Regions from separate parts of the Mus musculus genome. Here region 2 is linked to region 1. The links are chromatin contacts, called in public HiChIP or PLAC-seq maps. All regions are on one chromosome and are shown on one strand. The core of a region is the stretch at or near the end of the contact, and the rest is flanking DNA. Distances in the headings are between cores, read along the strand shown. Region 1 overlaps Fcho2 (FCH domain only 2). Region 2 holds the start of Fcho2 (FCH domain only 2).

Region 1 (3,831 bases), core at 386-2,885:
AGTGAGTAGTTCAAAACCTACCTTATTTGGTAAAGCTGTTTTAAAAAAGGAATGAGCCAGGAGTGGTGGCGCATGCCTTTAATCCCAGCACTCGGGAGGCAGAGGCAGGCGGATTTCTGAGTTCAAGGCCAGCCTGGTCTACAAAGTGAGTTCTAGGACAGCCAGGGCTATACAGAGAAACCCTGTCTCGAAAAAACAAAAACAAAAAAAACCCAAACAAACAAACAAACAAAAAAGAGCCAGGCATGGCGGTGCACGTCTTTAATCCCAGCACTCGGGAGGCAGAGGCAGGCGGATTTCTGAGTTCAAGGCCAATCTGGTCTACAGAGTGAGTTCCAGGGTAGCCAGGGCTACACAGAGAAACCCTGTCTCGAAAAACCAAAAAAAAAAAAAAAAGGAATGAAAACACACTTTTCCTTGGAAGAAGGGAGTCATCCATATGAAATTAACTATATGAGTCAGCTTTACTATATTTGGTTGTATTTGTTTATGATATAATATTTTGTTAATTTCTGACATTTAAGCTAAGGCCCATTTTTTTAAAAAATATTTTTTATTAGATGTATTTATTTTATGTAAGTATTTTGCCTGCATGTATGCATGTGTACCATGTACATGGTGCCTGCAGAGGTCAAAAGGAGGAACAGATCTGGACTTAGGGATGATTGTGAACCATCATGTGTGTGCTGGGAACTGAACCCTAGTCTACTGCAAGGTGATCCAGGGCTCTTGTAGAGCACCCTCCCAGTCAGCGCTGAGCCGTCTCTCCAGCCCCTGGGCCGTTCCTTCTATTAAGAACTTAGGAGAATCATCCTCCTATGGGATGTTCCTCAAGGCTCCCCCTTTAAAGGTTTTAGTATAGAATAGAGTTTATTCAGGGCATGGGGAGGGGAGGGGAGGGGAGGTAAGAGGGTAGTAGAGGGAGAGAGAGAGTAGAGAAGAGGCTGGCCATGAGCAAGCACATGGAGAGAGGGGGAAGGGAATGGGGTAGGATGAGGGGACAGAGCAGGAGCAAGAAGGAAGAGCAAGTGAGCAAGAGTAAAGGTTTAGTTTTACTTATGTGTATTCTGTGTGTTTATTGGTGTTAGCTGAAATAGTTCCTCTGGAACTAGAGTTACAGGCTTTTATGTCGTCTGACTTGGGTGCTGGAAACTGAACTTGGGCCTTGTGCAAAAGCAAGATGTGCTCTTCAGCACCGAATCATCTCTAGCCCGGATGTTCTTCCATTCTTAAAGATAGTTCAGGACCTTGCAATAGATATGTTATTAGCTTAGTCAGGGTGAATCACTTTACTTGTCATTCTCATCAATAAGATTGAAGTTTGGGAATTATTAGTACAATTCTTCTAACATAGTTTTGCCTTTATTGATATATTTTTTAACTGATTCACACAAACTATATAATCTTTATTAATGATCTTTGATCAGGTAACTCAGTGCTAATAAATTGGGCATTAATATGAGGAGAGATAATTTAATTTAGTTTGATAACAAAAAAAAAAAGGAAGTTTAGGTCCTTTCTTTAAAACTGATCTAATTTGACAAAAAAAAAAAAAAAGTGATCTCTGCAGTAGAACTGACAGTTGTATTTTAGGGAAGGAGAAAACACTCAAAGCTTGTGAGGTCGAAGTTTCCAAAATTCAAAGAGACTGCAGTATTTCAGTATTGCTCAAGTTTTGATCATGAGTTTTACAGAGCAAGAGCTAGCAGTAGTATTCTCCGGGAGATGCTATCATAACTGGGAAAGTTTCCTTCCCAACAGCATTCCAGCCTGCCACGCTCCCCAGGCATCTGGAGACCCAGGCCCTGGTGTGCGTGTCCTCCCAGCCCAGTGCATTCCCACTTCCCATGGAGAGCCGCTAAGATGCAGAACCTTTTAGACAGGCCAGGTTGTAGACTCGAGACTTACATGGTTAGGCTTGCTTTGCTAGCATCAGATTTTAGCTTTGGAAACTTTTCTCTACTTTTTGAAACACTGTTATCTTATGGGTCTCCTCAATTTTTTACAATCTTGATTGTAGAGTTTATCCTGTACTATATTTAGACTCTGGAAAAGTTTATATTTGCCAAAGATGATGGAATAACAAAAAGTTATTAGATTCATTTGTCTAGAAGTGTTTTAAACATAGTGCTCATTAGTTTAATTTAGTTACCTATATTGAAATGGTTTCTAAAATGTCTCTGGATTCCAGAGTTTATGTTTGTATGTGTTTATATATATTTTATAATCAAAACTTTTATATTTCAAACCCAGAAATTTCAAGATATTGAAGAAACTCACCTCATTCACATAAAGGAAATTATCGGATCCTTGTCAAATGCTGTCAAGGAGATCCACTTACAGATCGGCCAGGTAACGTTTCCACTTTATGTTGAAGTGGTTCATGAAATTTTCATGTTCACTTATAGCTCTTTATTAAGTCTTTTACCACTTTGTTTGGAAATCATACATATAATAATTATTTCAGATGAAAAATAAGTATTTACATTTTTAATTGATTGCCAAACATATTTTTTAAATTATCATTATGATTTTTGTGTGTATTTGGTTGCTTTCCATCTTTTTAAAAATAAATTTATTATGTATACAGCATTGTGCTTGTGTGTATGCCTGCAGGCCATAAGAGGGCACTAGATCTCATCATAGGTGGTTATAAACCACCAAGTGGTTGCTGGGAGTTGAACTCGGAACCTCTGGAAGAGCAGCCTCTGAACTATCTCACCTGTCCCCATTATTTGTTTTTGTTTTTTTTTAAATTTTATTTATTTAATGTATGAGTACTCTGATCCTCTTATAGATGGTAGTGAGCCACCATGTGGTTGCTGGGACTTGAACTCAGGATCTCTGGTAGAGCAGTCAGTGCTCTTCTTAACCGCTGAGTCAGCTCATCAGCCCATCCTATTTGTTTCTTCGAGACAGGGTTTCTCTATGTAGTTCTGGCTGTCCTAGAACTCACTCTGTAGACCAGAGCAGCCTCAAACTCAGAAATCCTCCTGCCTCTGCCTTCTAAGTGCTGGGATTAAAGGTGTGTGATGACCATTTATTATTTTTTTTAAGATATATTTTTATTGAATTAAAAAAATTGTATGTGGATATGTACACATGACTGCAGATGCTCAGAGGTGAGAGGTATCAGATGCCCCTGGTTTCTATGAGTGACTTCAGTGGATGATGGGGATTGAACAATCACTAAGCCATCTCTCCAGCCCCAATTTAAATTGTTTTAAAGTAACCAAGTACTGTATAATTATACAGTTACTATATAACTATACCTGTCAGTATTACTACGTAGCTAACTATATAGTTTGTATATATTAAACATCTATTTCTTAAATAGTTGTATACATCTAAATATTAACTATATAGTCTTCATTAATTGAACATTACCAACTTCTAAGTACTTCTCTTTTCAAGTTTTAATACTTGAAAAGGTTAGAGCAGAAACTTTAGTAATTAGACAATTTAAATGTGGAAGTGTTCAGAGTGTGTTTAATGATAATTCAGGGTGTATTGCAGTAAGGAGAAATACAAAATGCCTTTTTGTTTGTTATTAAAATGTAAATATTGTCTTTATAAGTTCTATTTATCATAATAATTTTGTCTCTAGAAAAATCAAAAGTGGCAGTGATCAGTTGCCTCTAAGGCAGTGTCTTGGGGAGAACGTGATCAGAAGCTGGTCCCTAGAAATTTGTCACAGAGTTAGGAAACAGCATGGATGGTTAAACAGAAATCTGTAACCCTTTAAATTGCTTTGTAGTAGGTTTCTGAATTAAGGTAAGAATGTTATTAACAAAAGAAAAATCTCTCTATTCTTTTTTAATAGGTTCATGA
Region 2 (3,631 bases), core at 353-2,852, 37 kb before region 1:
CCTCTCCCTCTCCCTCTCCCTCTCCCTCTCCCTCTCCCTCTCTCTCTCTCTCTCTCTCTCTCTCTCTCTCTCTCGCTCTGCAGCTTGATAGAGATGCCTCTCATAGGACCTCTCTGAATCTACTTCATCAGATGGGTCACATAGCCAGCTATCTTGTTCCGAAGTTTCTAGCTGGGGATAATGGAGGTCTCCTCCCACAGGCGCTTGTTACTGTGGAAGCCATTACCCAGGTGTGTGTAGTACTTCTCGATGATGACCTGGGCCGCCTTCTTCACAGTCTTGGTGTGAACTCGGCCCATGTTGGCGGGTCTCAGTAAAAAAAGGAAACTCGGGGATCCTCTCTCGCACTAAGCCTGGTGATATTAGGAATCCAGTACCAGCCGCTTTTGCAGGGTGAGCTTTCTTACTCCTTTTGTTAGAATTTTCTTCTATCTTAAGCACCAAGGATAGCATAACTGGGCTGATGGTTTACAAAACAAAAGCAAATATTTATTTTAAATGGAAGAGTTAACATATACAAGAAAAACAAAAACAAACAAACAAAGGAGAGATTGCTCAGTGGTTATGAGTATTAATGCTCTTGGAGAGGACCCTGATTCAATTCCAAAGTCCACATGGTGATTCACAACTTTCTGTATCTTCAGTTTCAGAGGATCCCACACGCTCTTCTGGTCTTATTGGGCACTAGGCACACACATGGAATTCATACCTAACATGCAGGCAAATCACTCATACACATAGACCTTTTAAAATAGTATATGGAAATAGCATCTTTCCATCATTCAACTACTTGTATGGCCAATCTTGTTCCTCCTATACCCTAGTCTTCTGCCCTGCTTCCACCAAATACTCCTGAGCAGATGCTAGATGTCTTAGCTTTACGTGAATATTTCTGAAAGATATTCTTATAAAGGCACAACCTTTGTCTGGTTATCTTTTGCTATCGACTATATAAAAGATACATGAAAAGTGTTTACATACATCGTTTGGGGAGGCAAATAATTTCCTTTGAAGAAAGTGCTACATTGTCCATGTTTGAAAACGATCTTAGGACGTGCGGTGTTCATACTGTAGTTAAAACTACACTAAATCATCTCTGGAGCTTGACTTCCAACTTGCAGATCTTTGACTTAGCTTAATGAACTTGGGACCTCTAAAGTTTTTTAAACTTTTGGAAAGAAAGGCATGGCGAGGGATTTCTTTTCCCCATCAGGCCGAAGCATGTTAAAACTTGTGTCCTTTCCTCCTGGGTGTACAAACTGGTAAGATTACCACCATGGGCTTTGTGAACAGGCCTGGAAGAGTCGCGTTTCGGGTCACGCCTGCTCTCGGCAGGCGGTCCAGGCCGGCTGGCTCCCTTGTGACCGACTGCACTGCCTGAGTCTTGCAGGCGACACTGGGCGTTCCCTCCCTTTCCGGCCTTGGACAGTTTTGTTTTGGATCTTACTTCCCAGTCAAGGAGAGGCTCCCTGTTGACCAAAGGTTTCCCAGTCTCCTTGGGGTGGCCGGCTGCCAAGTTTCCTTAGTCCCAGTCTGCCAGGACCTGGGACTGCTGGAGATCCTAGAAGGCCAGGACGCTGGACGCGAGGGGGCGTGGCCCTATTAGCTCCGCCCCCCGGGCCTGCGGGTAGCTCGACTCCCGCCAGCCCCGGAGGCTCGCGCAGACTAAGCTCTGTACCATTCCTTGCGAACGCTCGGACCCGGACAGGCTGCGCGCACGCGCACTCGGGAGCGACAGTCAGGCTCTCGCCCCGTGGTGGCGGCGGCCGCGCCTGCCGCTAGGTGGCGCATGCGCCCTAGAGGGCGCGGGCGGTCTCTGGGAAGAAGGCGGCGGCGGCGAGAGGCGGGGGCGCCGTAGGGGCCGGTCCGTGTTTACACAGCGGCGGGCGGGTGCGGACGCGGAACCCGGCGCGGCGGCGGCGGCGGCGGCGGCGGCGGCAAGATGGTCATGGCGCATTTCGTGGAGAATTTCTGGGTGAGCGGAGGGTGTTGGGGACGCCGCGGGCTTCGGTTTCTCCCCGCGGCCTGCGTGCGCGGCGGGCGGCGGCTCCTCGGGCGGCCGAGCGAGAGTCCACGGCCCCGGGGTTGCCCGGCCGAGCTCCCGCGGGCCACGGCTCTCCGGCCACCCGCCTCCTCCGGGTTGGCCACTGCGCGCGGCGCCCGGGCTGGCAGCGCGGCCCGGGAGTCTCGGCGGGGACTCCAGAGGGCCGGCGGCGCCGGGCGGGGACAAAGCGCCGACGGGGCGTGCGTGCGCGGCGTCCGGCGCGGGGAGCCGGGCACCCGGCTGGTCGGCTTCCCGCGGCGCAGGCCCGGGACCCCACGCAGAGTCCGTGCAGGGCCGAGCGGGCTCGGCACTTCCTCTTGGCCGCGCGGCTGGGCTGGTGGGGGCTGCGCCCAGGACTTTGCCTTCAGGCCTGCTCACAAAGCCCGTGGAAGTTGGGTTTCGTGGACCTTCCTCGGGCTCCCCACACCCCTCTAGTCTCCTCGCCGTGTGATTTCGTGCAGTTGCTGTTAGCCGATCGTGGCAAGTACGCTTCTGCCATGAACAGGAAAGTTACGTGTTTACTCAGGTATCTTGGCCGAACTTGGGTTTTCGTGGCCCGACAGTTGCAAATACGGCACCACTTTCATTTAGGTAAGGTGTTGAAAGGAGTCAGCTTTCAGTCATGCCAGCTACTGCTAGCTGAGATTCTTAATTCAGTCTCAAGCACGGGCTTGAATACAATCAGTTCATGGTTATTTGTTTTGAATGTTAATTCGCTTTTCGCAATCATCTGTACTCGGTGGTGTTTTTAAAGAGCGGTTTTATGCATGCACTTAAAGTGTATACTGTGAAGAGTTCCTCATTGTTTTTTTGCAAACATCACCACAGTCAATTTTAGAACAATTTCATAACCTCAGAAAAAATCCCTTACCGGTTAGGAGTCATTCCCAGTTTGCCCCTTGTCTCGGTCCCTAGGCAACCGATCTGCTTCTACAGTTCCGTCCTTTCTGGACCCGGCTCTCTGATGACTATTTCACTTACCATAGTATTTTCAAAGGTAATCCACGAGATAATACATATTACTATTTCATTCCTTTTTATGATCAAATAATATTCCATTCCCTTTTTTACTTATCTATTCATTGGTGATGGATATTTGGTACCCATCGCAACGTCTCTTTTATTATGAGTAATATTGCAATGAACACTTTATACAAGTGTGTCAGAGCATGTGTTTTTCTTTGTAGAATGGAATTTACTGGATCACGTGTTTAACTCTATATTTGCACATGGTTAGCCAAAGGGCCAAGAAGCAGATGGAGTACTCTTTCAGTCAACTGCTAGACTGTTCCTCAGAGTGGCTACAGCATTGCACCGTGCTCTGCAGTGTCTCAGAGTAGATGTACACTCACTAACACTTGCTATCTTTTGTTACTATGAGGTGGACATGAAGTAGCAGCTTGTGCTCTTGATTTGCATTTTTCTGTGGCTAATGGTGTCAAACATTTTTTTCCCCATTTTAAGTATTTTTCTTTGGAAAACTGTAGACCCATTGTCAGTTTTAAAATTTGATTATTTTTATTGCCTTTTTGTTATTGAATCCTTTTCATAGTCTGAATAATCCTCCCAAACCTTGTGCCCTCACAC

Evidence for each region. HiChIP or PLAC-seq counts read pairs in DNA pulled down with a chosen protein or histone mark.
Region 2: an H3K4me3 HiChIP or PLAC-seq map of bone marrow-derived macrophages shows a contact between it and region 1, with 2.5 times the contacts expected there. The contact joins the promoter of Fcho2 here to the enhancer-like site in region 1. A contact is called at or near these places in 11 of 39 promoter capture datasets (the 3T3-L1 cell line, 3T3-L1-derived adipocytes, the HPC-7 cell line and 5 more), 7 of 484 Hi-C or Micro-C datasets (the HPC-7 cell line, cranial neural crest, female germline stem cell-derived STRA8 germ cells and 4 more), 6 of 115 datasets of contacts at active chromatin or transcription factors (the SCID.adh cell line, bone marrow-derived macrophages, embryonic stem cells and 1 more) and 3 of 9 other capture datasets (adipose tissue, liver and pancreatic islet).

What each region holds. Positions count from the first base shown.
Region 1 is chr13:98,775,910-98,779,740 of GRCm38.p6, reverse strand. It overlaps Fcho2 (FCH domain only 2), which reads left to right. Exons shown (of 26, transcript NM_172591.3): 7 at 2,254-2,352; 8 at 3,824-3,831. Among named protein-coding and RNA genes, the nearest start is that of Fcho2, 38 kb to the left of the region's middle. Within about 2 kb of position 1,635, at least 4 of the 459 cell types and tissues checked have an H3K27ac peak or open chromatin away from gene starts, as enhancers often do. A contact at or near this core is called in bone marrow-derived macrophages, where this site is marked.
Region 2 is chr13:98,813,420-98,817,050 of GRCm38.p6, reverse strand. It overlaps Fcho2 (FCH domain only 2), which reads left to right and starts at 1,602. Exons shown (of 26, transcript NM_172591.3): 1 at 1,602-1,975. The coding sequence starts at 1,943. Gm34995 (a long non-coding RNA gene) reads right to left here and starts at 1,070. Exons shown (of 3, transcript XR_382806.4): 1 at 982-1,070. It also overlaps the pseudogene Gm18134.